Linked DNA regions of Capra hircus: region 1 is linked to region 2. A link is a contact called in public Hi-C data. All regions are on one chromosome and are shown on one strand. The core of a region is the stretch at or near the end of the contact, and the rest is flanking DNA. Distances in the headings are between cores, read along the strand shown. Region 1 holds the start of LOXHD1 (lipoxygenase homology domain-containing protein 1). Region 2 has its middle 24 kb from the start of C24H18orf25.

Region 1 (7,509 bases), core at 3,599-6,098, 490 kb after region 2:
GTTGACGTCAGGGGGAATTGCCCTGGAAGGGTCACGTGGAACTTTGGCAGAATAATTTAAATACCCTGTGTATGAATGTTGCAAGAGGTTACAGGGATGAATACATTTGTCAATATGCATCAAACAGCACACATAAGGTAGATTGGTTTTATTGTTAATTACGTCTCAATAAAGTTGAAAAATGGACAAAATACTTAAATAAGCATGTCATAAATGAGGAAACCAAATGGAAAAAGACTCAACATCATTATTCATAAGGGAAATGCAAATTAAAATACAATGAGACACTACTATATATGCACCAGAATGCCTACAATTAAAAGGATGGACAAATACTCAGTAATTTCAAGAATGTGGAGCCATTGGCACTCTCATACATTACTGGTGGTGCTGGTGGTTTAGTCACTAAGTCGTGTCCAACTCTTGCGACCCCATGGACTGGAGCCCGCCAGGCTCCTCTGTCCATGGGACTTTCCAGGCAAGAATACTGGAGTGGGCTGCCATTTCAGCACATCTTCCTGACCCAGGAATCAAAACTGGGTCTTCTGCATTGCAGGCAGTCTCCTGCATTGCAAGCGATCTCCTGCATTGCAAGCGATTCTTTACCGCTAGGCCACCAGGGAAGCCCCATACATTGCTGCTAAGTGTAAATTGGTACAAGCCCTGGTAACTAAACATAAGCCCACTTTATGACTCAGTGATTCTACTTCCAGTTATAAATCCAAGAGAAATGAGTGCATGTGTTCATCTGAAGATATGTACAAGATCTGTAGCATCTTTATCCATAATAACTAAAATGACGCCAAAGTCCATCAACAATAGAATGGTTAAACAAAGGGTGATATATCTATTAAATGCAATAATACACAAATAATAAAAATGAACAAGCTATGTAAAAGTCACAACATAGGTAAATCTCTTGGATATAATGTTGAGTGAAAGAGAAGCTAGACACACAAAAATGTGCTATATAATTCAACTTATATGAAGTTCAAGAGCAAAAAACAAAAGTATAGTGATAAAATTAGGAGGGCTATTACCTCTGAGAAGGAGAGTGAAGGAACTTTCTGGAGGTTAGAAATGTTCTATGTCCTGTTCTCAATGGTGGTTACACAAGCATGCACATTTGTAAAAATTCAACATGCTGTACTTTTATGAGTTTTGTGCTATATATATACAGTATATATATAATATTCTATGTGTGTTTGTGCATGCTCAGCCATGTCCAACTCTTTGTGACCCTAGGGACTATAGCTTCCCAGACTCCTCAGTCTATGGGATTTTCCAGGCAAAGAATACTGGAGTGGGTTGCCATTTCCTTCTCTAGGGAATCTTCCAGACTTAAGGATTGAACCCATGTCTCCTGAGGCTCCTGCATTGGCAAACAGATTCTTTACCATTGACACTGAGCCATCTGGGAAGCCCATATGTATGTGTGTGTTTCCTCAATTTAAAAATTTTAATTTAAAAGTTTTTCAAACAGCTGAAGAACTGTCTTAGAGAGGACAAATATCTCATGGAAAACACAAAATTCTGTTTGGTCCAGAGGGTCCCAAACAGTAAAATCCCCTGAGCAGCACGAAGAAGAACTGTCAGCAGCAACAAGGCTTCTCCTAGCAGAGAGCATGACAAATGGAAGGTGCTCAATAAGTAATCACACAGATGAAAGAATGGAAAGACAATTAATGAATGAAACAATCAATGAAATGGATGTGGACTGTGAAATAAATTGACCAATAAGTAATCTCAATTCTGCCATCACTGCCTCTATGATTTCAAACAAATCTCTTACTGAGCTTCATTTTCCTCATCGCTGAAGTAGAGATTTCTTCTCTGAAGGATGATTATAAGGATTGAACCAAATAAAACAGTCTTCAACTTTCATCGTCATTGACCCAGCCTATTTCCATTTCTGGGAATTTATCTTACAGATGCTCCCTCGGTTGGATGAAAGATATGCATTCCGTAAGTGATAAAGTGTTACCATCATCCCATCACCATCATCAGCACCATCATCATCTCTGTTGTTGTCATCAATGACATCAGCATCGTCTTCAACGTGACTGTCATCATTTTCATTAACAACATCCCCAAGAAGGCTGCCTTGGGAAATTGTATTCCCACAGACACTGGGCAGCCCCTGTCTGAGACACAGGAGAGAAAAAGGGCCCCAGGGCTGGAAGCTTGGGCAAGACAGCCTCTGAGGTCTCTTTGAAACCCAGATTCTGGAGGAGTCACTCTCTTGTCCTCATGGGCCCTATGTATGTCAGGAGGTGGACCAATGCACCAGGCTCAGCCTGTACCCTCAGAGCCTCAAGAGAGCTGCTCACCTTCCTCTGGCTGTTGGTGAACTCCAGTGTAGCCTGGAGGCGACCCGAGGAACAGAGAAGGAAACCTAGGCCTTTCTCCTTATTCTTCTTCCCCATCACGCTCAGCAAGATTCTCCAAGTAACCGAAGAACCCAGTGCTCAAAGGGCGTAGGTGACACACTGTTCTAAAGCTGAGAGGATAACCGCGACAGTGCAGGCAAAGCTCACAATGTGACTACAGTCAGCACCATCCACATTCATCACCCCATCCTGTGGCTGACTGCAGAGTCAGTGGGTCCATGCCTCTTAGGAATGTCACGGGGCACTCACCTCGGCTTGCTCTTCTCCAGCTATGTTTAGCACAGTCAAGATGGGGCAGTACAAGGGCAAGGACCAGCCAAACCAGCAAGATTCAAATCCTAACTCTGCTACTTAATAGATTTGTGACCTTAGGCACTTTATTTAGCTTCCTTGTGCCTCACTTGATGCATCTGAAAAAGAAGATTTTGAGAATCCAACCCGCATCTTTGTTTTTTTTTTTTTCTCTTTTTTTTTTTTTTTTATTTTATGTTTATTTATTTATTTTTTTTTTCTTACATGCGTTGTTGTGAAGATGAAGCCAATCCACATAAGTAAAGTGCTCAGTGTGGTGCCTGATGCTTTAAATCCATGATTCTATTGAATAGCATCCTGACCGGAAGTGGGGACTTGTCTTGGGAACAGTTGAAGCTCTTGTCTTTCCTGCCAGTGACCTTGCTGAAATCACTTCAGTTCTCGGAGCCTCTGTCCTTAGCCTGAGACCAATCACACCTGCCTGGACTGTACTCGGGGATCTCGAGGATTAAAAGTGAGAACAGAAGTGGAAATGCTTTGAGAAGGATAAAGAGAAGAGGGAAGCTGTGAGTCACACTGAGGCAGGCAGAGCCCATGAACAGAAGTGGACATTGTGGCAGCTATGAAAGCTTCTCGAATGTTCTCACCAGCAGTCGTGCTGGCCAGGGTGAATCACCCCAAAGCTGAGAGTACTTATCAAGAGTGCTGTCCTAACACCTAGCCTCAATGCCCCTCCCCGCCACTGGACCGCACGTCCTGAGAAAAGGCGGCAATACTTCACTCATTCTAGGCCCCTTGTCCCTCCCCACAACCCCCACCTCCACTCCAGGAGATGCCTGGGACATGGAGCTGGGAAAGGGGCCCCAGGAGAACCACAGCCTTCACGGCGCCACGGCGATGACCTCCTTCTCTGAGCTTGGGACTGTGCTGGGAATAGGGTGAGAAGACAGGACAAAGAAAGGAGGGCCCCACCCACACAGAGGTCAGGTTTGGCTGGGGAACAAGCCCTACAGATGGGGTATAATCAAGGAACTCCCAACGGATGGGGATTAAGGAGGAGCAGAAGCCCACGGTGGGCACAGAATATGCATTCAGTACTTCTTTGGTGAATGAATGGGTGAATCTGGTGCTTACAGGGGGTAGTGAGCCAGTTTAGAGGGAGCACTGAGAATTTAATGTCTTCAGAGATCAGGTAGGCAGCACTGATGCGTGAAACCCAGGTGGCAAAATGGTAAAAAAAAAAAAAAAAAAAAATCTGCTTGCCAATGAGGAGATATAACAGATGTGGGTTCAATCCCTGTGTCGGGAATATCTCCTGGAGAAGGAAATGGAACCCACTCTAACATTCTTGCCTAGAATATTCCATGGACAGAGGAGCCTGGCAAGCTACAGACCATTGGGTTGTAAAAAGTCAGACAACACCTGAGCAAACACACACACGAGTGATAAATCCACTGCCTAATAGGCATTCACAGTCAAACATTTTTTTTAATTGTAAAAGCAAAGCTAAAAAAAAAAAAAAAAAAAAAAAAAAACCACCAAAGCAAACAAAAGCCCCCTTTAAGCCAAAACTGGCTCCTGGGTCCCTAGTTCACCCCTTCTCTGGTTTACTTGACGTGAAGGTAGAGTATTTCCAAGCAGCTGCCATGTGCCCCAGAGGAAAGGAAGACTAAAAGGCCAGGGCCCTGGGTCCAAAGAGCCAACTGCCCTCCCCGAGTGGACCACAGCATCGCCTTGCAAAGCCCCAGGACTCCCTCTCCGTCGGCCACAGCGGGCAGCAGCCCTGAGCCCCTGCTGAGCACGTGATGAGCACCCAGGTCTCTTCCCACAGGTCCTTCACATGCAGGCTGCCCCGCAGAGAGTGGGCTGGAGGTATGGGAGCTGGAGAGGGTGGGCACTTCTGTTCTAGTCTGTTCTGTGCCACTGCGATTCTGTGGCCCTCAGTACAGTGGGGCCCTCGTGCATCCCCAAAGGGATGCAGTACAGACCCAACAGGATAGTCCGCAGGAAAGGGGTCGAGTCGGAGCGAGGGATGGGTCGGATGGGCCCCCCTCCCCACAGCCAGGACCCGGCAGACCTTTGGCCTTGTAGTAATCGTGCTCCAGCTCCTCCTCGTCATCCCCTGAGGCGTAGTTCAGCAGCTCCTGCTCATACAGGGCTAGGAAGTCAATGTCTTTCTTTCTCCTCTTTTTCTTCTGGGGCATCATTGTGCCGGCTGCCCCTTCCTGGCCCTCGCTGGCTCAGCGTGCCCACTCCCTGGCCCCTCCCAGGACCCCCTCTCCTTGTGCTCCTGCACACACGTTCGGGTGGGCCAAAGCCCACGCGTGTCCAGAGCCCTTCCGCTCCTTTCTCCCCGCTGGCCCCTAAACAGGACCTCAGGGCTTTACCCCAGCTCTTCCTGCCCCTGGCCCCTGTCTCTGGCTCCTTCTCCCCCGTCACCTCCTTTGCACCTGCCGTGGGCTCTCCTTGGGCCTCATGACTTATTCACCGGGACTGAGGACAGGCTGTCCTCCTTACCCCTCCCCTCCCGCCCACCCTCCTCTCTTCTTTTCATGGAGAATCAGGTGACATGAGCCCTTGGCATCTGTTTCCTACCTGGCCTCACAGCAGGGCCCCCCCCACCCCAGGGACATGTGGGGCCTCCCCCCTAAAGACACCCCAGTCTTGCAGCATCAAGGGCCATGATAAGATGCCCCCAGGACCTGGGGCCTTCCTGAGGCATGCAGGGCCCCAAATCAGCTGGGCCCCCTGACTCAGAGGACTCAGTTTCTCTCTATTATTTATGACCTCTGCTCATCTTACAAGGCAGGCAAAGTTCTAACTGGGTCCTTCTCAACCTCTCCATTTTCATCGCCTTGAGAAGAGGCCATTCAGCCAGGAGAGACCTGGTGCTCTGATGAACACTCAGACCACCCACAAGGTGCTTCCTGAGTCCTGAGTTCCTACAGCTGAAGCCAAGGATGCTGGGGAAGCCCACAGAGTCCTAGGTGACCTCCACAGCACCCTGACAGGCTGGCAAAGTTGACCAGCATCTGTTCTAACAAGAGCTTTCCATTTGCTTGTATCACTCTCTGCACCTTGCAGTGAAATAGTAGAAACCCTGAACGCCCACCCAGATGCCTGCCCCTCTCAGCCCTCACCTTCCCTGCAGCCCCATGTGGGGTTCTGAGTCACAGCAAGAGGACCAGAGGCCCCTCCCTATCCCTGGTCAGCAAGAAAGTTTCCCTTAGGGCCACTAGATCCCTCTTCTTTGCTGATTTTATTAAGATTTTATTAAGATTTCTTACAGCCTGAATTGTAAAATGTCTATGTAAATCCTGAAATGCTGGAAGTTTTCAGTCCACTTGGAACTTTCATCCCTCTCTCTGGCTGTGTGAGGTCATCAGATAAAACTAAGGTCATAAGACAAAACTGGTCTGCCTACCACCTCCTGGCTGTGCAGCTCGGACAAGCCAGTTTCCCCATCTGTAAAAGGGGGAGCATGATTCACTAAAATCTATCGAACACTTGGAGAAAGTGCTCAGTCAGCAGAAGCCTCTGGAACATAGTAGAAGCTTAATAAACATTCATGACTCAGGAATCCTCTCTTATTTTGCATGGCAGGAATGGGGGGGGGAGGGGGGGTTCAGTGATGCTTCATTATCATCTCAGATTGTCCCAGAAGCTCTCCTTCAGGTCCCATATGCAAGGACAAACCCCAGTGTCCTTCCTCTGTGGGTCCCAGCCCATAGTAACACATCAGAGACACTAATGAACAGATGAAACAGCCAGTTTCCTGAAGACTGTCCTGCAAGGCCCTGTCTACTTGATGCCCCTCCCCTGCCTCTCCCAGCCTTGAGCTCTCTGGGGGCAGGGACCATGCCCCATTGCTCACTGTATGCCCCTTGCTCACTGCTAGGCTCCCAGTACCTATAAGATGTCTGGCACACTACTGGCTTTGGGACCCGCTTGCTCAGTGAATGAATGGATGCTCAGTGGATGGATGAACAAATGACAGGCAGATCTACAAAGCAGCTACAAGGAAAACAGAATAGGCTGAAAAGAAAACACACTTTACACGGCATGTTTGTAAAGTGAGTGTTCCAGAACCAATACCGTTCTGAGAGCAAGTTGGGCCTGGAGAAGAGGACATTTTGAGGGTCTACAAATGTGAGTGACTGTCTAGACTAAGGCTGAAAGGGCAGTCTTAGGACTGCGGGTGATTAAAGGCGGGTTTCAACTCAATCCAGAAAGAAGGATGGGACGCTGAGTGCTGCCTAGGGTGAGCACGTCACAGAGATGTGAGGGCAGCTGGCATTGCTTGTCTACCGACAGCAGGGGGCACTCCAGGAGCCTCTGGGGGTTTGGGCTGGCAGACTCTCAGTCCAGTAGCCGCAACATTCTGTGACATGGAGTGGCAGGCACCTGGGGATGGTGGAGGAGCCAAGACAGGCCACCCAGGTAGGATTAACAGGCTTCCAGCCCAAGGGTGCTCAGCCCCCACGGCACACTAGAGTCACCTGGAGAATTTGTAAAGGCTGCTGCCTGGTTGTCCCAGAGACCCTGATTTACTCAGTCTGGGGCAGAGCCTGGGCAGTCGAGTCCTCAAAGCTCCCGGGTGATGCAGGACATCCAACAGCAGCCAGCATGCACATCCCTAACCAGACCCTGGGGCGGCTTTGTGTTTTGGAGCCACCCCAGTGGCTCAAGGGGACTTTCCAGCTGGTCCAGTGGTTAAGATTCTGGGCCTCCAATACAAAGGATACAGGTTCGATTCCTGGTCAGGGAACTAAGATCCCAGTGCTGATAAATGAATAAATGTCTGTTTCCCTGGTGGCTCAGCTGGTAATGAATCTGCCTGCAATGCAGGAGACCTGAGTTCAATCCC
Region 2 (6,990 bases), core at 3,079-5,578:
GAATAAGATGGTCAGAGAAGGAAAAATATAGTAATACATCCCTTATATGTGGAATCTAAAAAGAAATGATACAGATGAACTTACTTACAAAACAGAAAGAGAGGCACAGACTTATAAAATGAACTTATCCTTGCCAGGGGGGATGGGATAGTTAGGGAGTCTGGGGTGATCATGTACACGTTGCTATACTAAAAATGGATAATCAACAAGGACTAACTGTATAGCAGAGGGACATCTGCTCAACATTATGTAGCAGCCTGGGTGGGAGAGGGGTTTGGGGGAGAATGGAAACGTGTATATATATGGCTGAGTCCCTTGGCTATTCACCTGAAACTATCATGACATTGTTCATTGGCTATATCCCAATACAAAATAAAAAGCTTTAAAAAAAAGATTTAAAAATAAATAAATGAAAAAAATGGCAAAAAAAAGGTTTCTCAAGAAAATTTATGAAGGAGAGTATGACAGGGGCCTCTGAAATGACCCCTGCCTTCTGGTATTCTCTTCTTTGTCTATTCCTCTCACCTTGCCCATGGACTGAACTTATCTATTTCCTTCTAACAAACAGGACTAATGGGGCACAGTTATGCTAGAACTGTCCTTGTTGTTTATCAAATATTCAAATTTAACTGGGTGTCCTATATTTTGTTCTATTTGCTAAGCTGGCAACCAGTGTGTATTCTCCACTTATGATGTCTCTAAATTAGAATTTCAATTATAAGTAGGCAATGTTACAGAAATTTTGACAATGGGAGTCACAACTTTGGTCATTTATGCAAGTAAAAATGGAAAGAAATTAGGTTTTAGGGGACTTCCTTCATGGTGCAGTGGCTAAGACTCTGCACTCCTAATGCAGGGGGCCTGAGTTCGATCCCTAGTCAGGAAACTAGATCCCACATGCCGCAACTAAGGGTTCACATGCCACAACCAAAGACCCTGAATTCACAACAAAGGTCAAAGATCCCGAGTTGCCCCAAGACCTGGTGTATCCGAAGAAATAAATATTTAAATCTTTTTTTAAAAAAAGAAAGAAAGAAATTAGATTTTGAAACTAACCCCTCATTCTCTTATTGTCCTAATATTTTTTCAGTGTATTCTCTTGACTTTTCCAGATATGTAATTATTTCACATGCAAATAATATAAGTTTACTTCCTCCTTATCAACTTTGGATCTTCTTATTTTTTTCTCAGCAAGAACTATCATGCCAACGTGGTCACGGTGGTATTAATAACAGCAAAAGTTTTAGTCATTATTACTGTACAATGACTGTTTCCCAGGTGGCACTAGTGGTAAAGAACCCGCCTGCCAGTGCAGAAGACAAGAAACACAATCCCTGCGTCGAGAAGATTCCCTGAAGGAGGAAATGGTAACCCACTCCAGGACTCTTGCCAGGAGAATTCCATGGTCAGAGGAGCCTGGCGGGCTACAGTCCCTGGGGTCACAAAGAGTTGGACATGGCTGAAGTGACTTGGCACGCGTGCATGGACTGTATAATGAACTACCCCAAATGGCATAAAATAACTGTGGATTCTTTGGGTGAGGAGCTGAGATGGGGCACAGTGGGCATTATTCACGTTTGCTCCATCCTGTATACAGCCTCAGGTTGGGAAGATTGAAAGGCTGGGGATGGTTAAAGAGCTGAGGGGTAGAATCACCAGGGATGCTTCAGTTGTTTGCCTGGCAGTTGTTGCTGGCTTTGGGCAGGATCTCAAGCTGGCAGCCTCGGGCTAAAACATTAACACCTGACGTCTTTGTGTGGTCTCTTCATGATGGCTGATCTGGGCTTATTTCCAATTTGATGGCTGGTTTTTAAGCATTTTAACAGAGCAAGGCAGAGATATAATAGCATTCTTATGACAAATCTTGAAAGTCACAAAGCCTCAATTCCATCATCACTGTATTAGAAGTCCACCCACAGAGTCAAGAGAAAGGGACATACACTCCCCAGCCAGTGGTTGGAAGGTCAGGATTACATTGTAAGAAGAGCGTGGAAGATATCACTGTGGTCACCGTTGGAAAATGCAACCTGACAAAAGGAACGACTTTGCTGTGTTCCTGAACTGAGTGGAGATCCTTCTACTAAAGTGCCTTCACCTTTAAGCCTAGGTTCAGATTTATTAACATGTCAAGGAAGTCCCTCTGTTCAGAAATTATTGAGTTTTTAAAAATAAAAACTTGGTTCAGTTCAGTTCAGTCACTGAATCACATCCAACTCTTTGCGACCCCATGGACTGCAGCAGGCCAGGCTTCCTTGTTCATCATCAGCACCCGGAGCTTGCTCAAACTCATGTCCTTTGAGTCGGAGATGCCATCCAACCATCTTATCCTCTGTCATCCCCTTCTCCACCTGCCCTCGATCTTTCCCAGCATCAGGGTCTTTTCAAATGAGTCAGCTCTTCGCATCAGGTGGCCAAAGTTTTGGAGTTTCAGCTTCAACATCAGTCCTTCCAATGAACATTCAGGACTGATCTCTTTTAGGATGGACTGGTTGGATCTCCTTGTAGTCCAAGGGACTCTCAAAAGTCTTCTCCAACACCACAGCTCAAAAGCATCAATTCTTCGGCACTCAGCTTTCTTTATAGTCCAACTCTCTCATCCATACATGACTACTGGAAAAACCATAGCCTTGACTAGATGGACCTTTGTTGGCAAAACAATGTCTCTGCTTTTTAATACGCTATCTAGGTTGGTCATAGCTTTTCTTCCAAGGAGTAAGTGTCTTTTTATTTCATGGCTGCAATTACCATCTGTAGTGATTTTGGAGCCCCCAAAAATAAAGTCAGCCACTGTTTCCCCATCTATTTGCCATGAAATGATGGGACAGGATGCCATGATCTTAGTTTTCTGAATGTTGAGCTTTAAGCCAACTTTTTCACTCTCCTCTTTCACTTTCATCAAGAGGCTCCTTAGCTTTTCTTCACTTTCTGCCACAAGGGTGGTATCATCTGCATATCTGAGGTTATTGATATTTCTCCCAGCAATCTTGATCCTAGCTTGCGTTTCTTCCAGCCCAGCGTTTCTCATGATGTACTCTGCATAGAAGTTAAATAAGTAGGGTGACAATAACAGCCTTGACGTACTCCTTTTCCTATTTGGAACCAGTCTGTTGTTCCATGTCCAGTTCTAACTGTTGCTTCCTGACCTGCATACAGATTTCTCGAGAGGCAGGTCAGGTGGTCTGGTATTCCCATCTCTTTCAGAATTTTCCACAGTTTATTGTGATCCACACAGTAAAGCAGAAATAGATATTTTTCTGAAATTCTCTTGCTTTTTCCATGATCCAGCGGATGTTGGCAATTTGATCTCTGGTTCCTCTGCCTTTTCTAAAACCAGCTTGAACATCTGGAAGTTCACGGTTCACACATTGCTTAAGCCTGGCTTGGCGAATTTTGAGCATTGCTTTGCTAGCATGTGAAATGAGTGCAATTGTGTGGTAGTTTGAGCATTCTTTGGCATTGCCTTTCTTTGGGATTGGAATGAAAACTGACCTTTTCCAGTCCTGTGGCTACTGCTGAGTTTTCCAAATTTGCTGGCATATTGAGTGCAGCACCTTCACAGCATCATCTTTTAGGATTTGAAATAGCTCAACTGGAATTCCATCACCTCCACTAGCTTTGTTCGTAGTGATGCTTTCTAAGGCCCACTTGACTTCACATTCCAGGATGTCTGCCTCTAGGTGAGTGATCACACCATCGTGATTATCTTGGTCGTGAAGATCTTTTTTGTACAGTGTATTCTTGCCACCTCTTCTTAATATCTTTTGCTTCTGTTAGGTCCCTACCATTTCTGTCCTTTATTGAGCCCATCATACTGGTATTTACATATATCAGAGAAGGCAATGGCAACCCACTCCAGTACTCTTGCCTGGAAAATCCCGTGGATGGAGGAGTCTGGTAGGCTGCAGTCCATGGGGTCGCTAACAGTCAGACGCGACTGAGCGACTTCACTTTCACGCGTTGGAGAAGGAAATGGCAACCCACTCCAGTGTTCCTGCCTGGAGAATCCCAGGGACGGCGGAGCCTGGTGGGCTGCTGTCTATGGGGTCGCACAGAGTCGGACACGACTGAAGGGATTTAGCAGCAGCAGCAGCAGCATTTACATATATAATTTTAACCACCAGGGGGCAGTCATATTTTAAAAATACTTTCAAAGGGGAAGAAAAAGAACAAACCCTTTCCTTGAAAGGCTGTCCCTGGGGTTCTGGGGCCAGAGGCAAAAATCACATGGTGGAATTCAGTCCAGCGGGGACACAGCGCAGCAGTGTGCCTCTTCAGGCCTGCGGATTGCACCAATTTGCCACTAGGCTCTGGCGCTTTGAGTGGAGGATGATGTAATGAAACCTGACCTAGGTTGTAAGGAAGTAGATCAGAGGATCTCCTAAGCCAAACACTTCAGAGGGAGTGAACCGCAGTTAGCCGTTACCCTGGAGGGAGGGGTCTGGAGCACCCCCACCCCTTCCACCTTCAAGTCCTCCCTGAAAAATCAGTGAGGGAGCACTTATTGAGCACTGTCTATTTAGCAGCGGGGTCAGTATCTGGCAGGAGAAAAGCTTCCTGGTTACAAAGCAAGGCCTCCATTGCACACGTTATGAGAGAGCAGTTAAGGACGGCTGGAGCCAACAGTGTCTAGTCAGGAGCCAGTGGTCCGCTCCAGAAGCAGAGGCCACCCACCCTGGGCCCCAGCTTGTCTAGATGCAGGCTGGGCCCTAACCCTTGGGGTCCTGCCAGCAGAACTGTGCTTCCAGGAGCTCCAAATCTTTTCTCTCCCTAGCCTCGGGTGAGGCATCTATTCCCAGTGTTTTGATGTGTCTTATTTTGGGTTTCGCTTGTCCAAAGTGGTTTATCAAAGCCCCACGTCCCCTCCCCATTTGGGGCTGGAACAGCTTTGGCGGCAGAGAAGGTGGAGAAACTCACAGGCTCCTACCCCATCCAGCTGCCCCTGTTACCAAGGCTGCTGCCCCAGAGTCATACCCTGCCCCTCCCTCAAAAAAAATGGATTGCTCTTATCTAAGTTTCAGGAAAAAGCTGCAAAGAGAAAAAACAATTTCGAACCAACCAGGCCCAAGATGATGGAAGATTTGATTTCCAGTGGACCTTGAGCCTCAGTATACGCTCTTTCTAATGCATTAGAATCTGAATGACGAGGACTTCTTTAATGGTCCAGTGGCCAAGACTCCCCATGCACGGGGCTCAGGTTCCATCCCTGGTCTGGGAACTAGATCCCACATGCTGCAATTGAAGATCCTGCGTGCTGCAACTAAGTCCCAGAGCAACCAAATAAACACTGAAAAAAAATAAAGACTCTAAATGACATACCCACAGGCACAATGACAGTTAACAATTGTCTTGACGACAAGTAGCAAAGCTCAGCTAATTCATGAACATTCCTCCGACTCTTTCCAAATCCCTCCCTTTTACTTGATCCTCCTATACTGTATATTTGGTATCTCAGCCCTAATCAGGTTGAGACAGGTTGATTTGTGAACCAGGTTCCTGCCTTTCCATTCATTCAGTTCAGTTCAGTCACTTAGTCATGTCCGACTCTTTGCGACCCCATGAATCGCAGCACGCCAGGCCTCCCTGTCCATCACCAACTCCCGGAGTTCACTCAAACTCACGTTCATTGAGTCAGTGATGCCATCCAGCCATCTCATCCTCTGTCGTCCCCTTCTCCTCCTGTCCCCAATCCCTCCCAGCATCAGAGTCTTTTCCAATGAGTCAACTCTTCGCATGAGGTGGCCAAAGTACTGGAGTTTCAGCTTTAGCATCATTCCTTCCAAAGAATACCCAGGACTGATCTCCTCTAGAATGGACTGGTTGGATCTCCTTGCAGTCCAAGGGACTCTCAAGAGTCTTCTCCAACACCACAGTTCAAACGCATCAATTCTTCGGCGTTCAGCTTTCTTCACAGTCCAACTCTCACATCCATACATGACTACTGGAAAAACCATAGCCTTGACTAGATGGAACTTTGTTGGCAAAGTAATGTCTCTGCTTTTGAATATGCCATCTAGGTTGGTCATAACTTTCCTTCCAAGGAGTAAGCGTCTTTTAATTTCATGGCTGCAATCACCATCTGCAGTGATTTTGGAGCCCCAAAATATAAAGTCTGACACTGTTTCCACTGTTTCCCCATCTATTTCCCATGAAGTGATGGCACCAGGTGCCATGATCTTCGTTTTCGGAATGTTGAGCTTTAAGCCAACTTTTTCACTCTCCTCTTTCAATTTCATCAAGAGGCTTTTTAGTTCCTCTTCACTTTCTGTCATAAGGGTGGTGTCATCTGCATATCTGAGGTTATTGATATTTCTCTTGGTAATCTTGATTCCAGCTTGTGCTTCTTCCAGCCCAGCATTTCTCATAATGTACTCTGCATATAAGTTAAATAAGCAGGGTGATAATATACAGCCTTGACATACTCCTTTTCCTATTTGGAACCAGTCTGGTTTTTCCATTCATTAGCCACTGAATAAAGCTTGTGCTATTCCGGCAACCCACTCCAGTGTTCTTGCCTGGAGAATCTTGGGATGGGGGAGCCTGGTGGGCTGCCATCTATGGGGTTGCACAGAGTCGGACACGACTGAAGCGACGCAGCAGCAGCAGCAGCAGCAGCATTCTGGTCTTAGTTTTTTGTTTTTTTTTTTATTGGCTGCACAAAATCAATTGAAAAAGAACCTCCCTGGATGAAATAAGGGGTCTTAGCCTGGGCTAGAACTCCAGAGTAGATCCAGTTAATCAGTTTGGTAACACTCCAAGTTACCAGTTTGGTAACCCCCAAGTCAGTAAATACAGAGCTCACTTGAAAGAGAAGAAGGAAAGGAGAGGAAAATGATTGATATTTTGAAAATATCTCCCTTCACAGGATTTTGAGAATGCACAAGACTTAGCCTAAATCTGCTGTGAGCAAGAACTCACTGGGTATTAGTTATTAGATGTCCACAATCCTTTACTGGAATTTCCAAAGTCCCAAAGCTTTAAAAACCCAAAAGT

What was found. Hi-C and Micro-C count contacts between places; a contact is called where the count stands out from the background.
Region 1: a Hi-C map of liver shows a contact between it and region 2, with 5 times the contacts expected there. The contact joins the promoter of LOXHD1 here to the enhancer-like site in region 2. A contact is called at or near these places in 2 of 5 Hi-C or Micro-C datasets (blood and liver).

Annotation. Positions count from the first base shown.
Region 1 is chr24:46,624,635-46,632,143 of ARS1.2, forward strand. It overlaps LOXHD1 (lipoxygenase homology domain-containing protein 1), which reads right to left and starts at 4,849. Exons shown (of 40, transcript XM_018039819.1): 1 at 4,720-4,849. The coding sequence starts at 4,849.
Region 2 is chr24:46,137,238-46,144,227 of ARS1.2, forward strand. No RefSeq gene overlaps it. Among named protein-coding and RNA genes, the nearest start is that of C24H18orf25, 24 kb to the right of the region's middle. Within about 2 kb of position 4,329, at least 2 of the 5 cell types and tissues checked have an H3K27ac peak or open chromatin away from gene starts, as enhancers often do.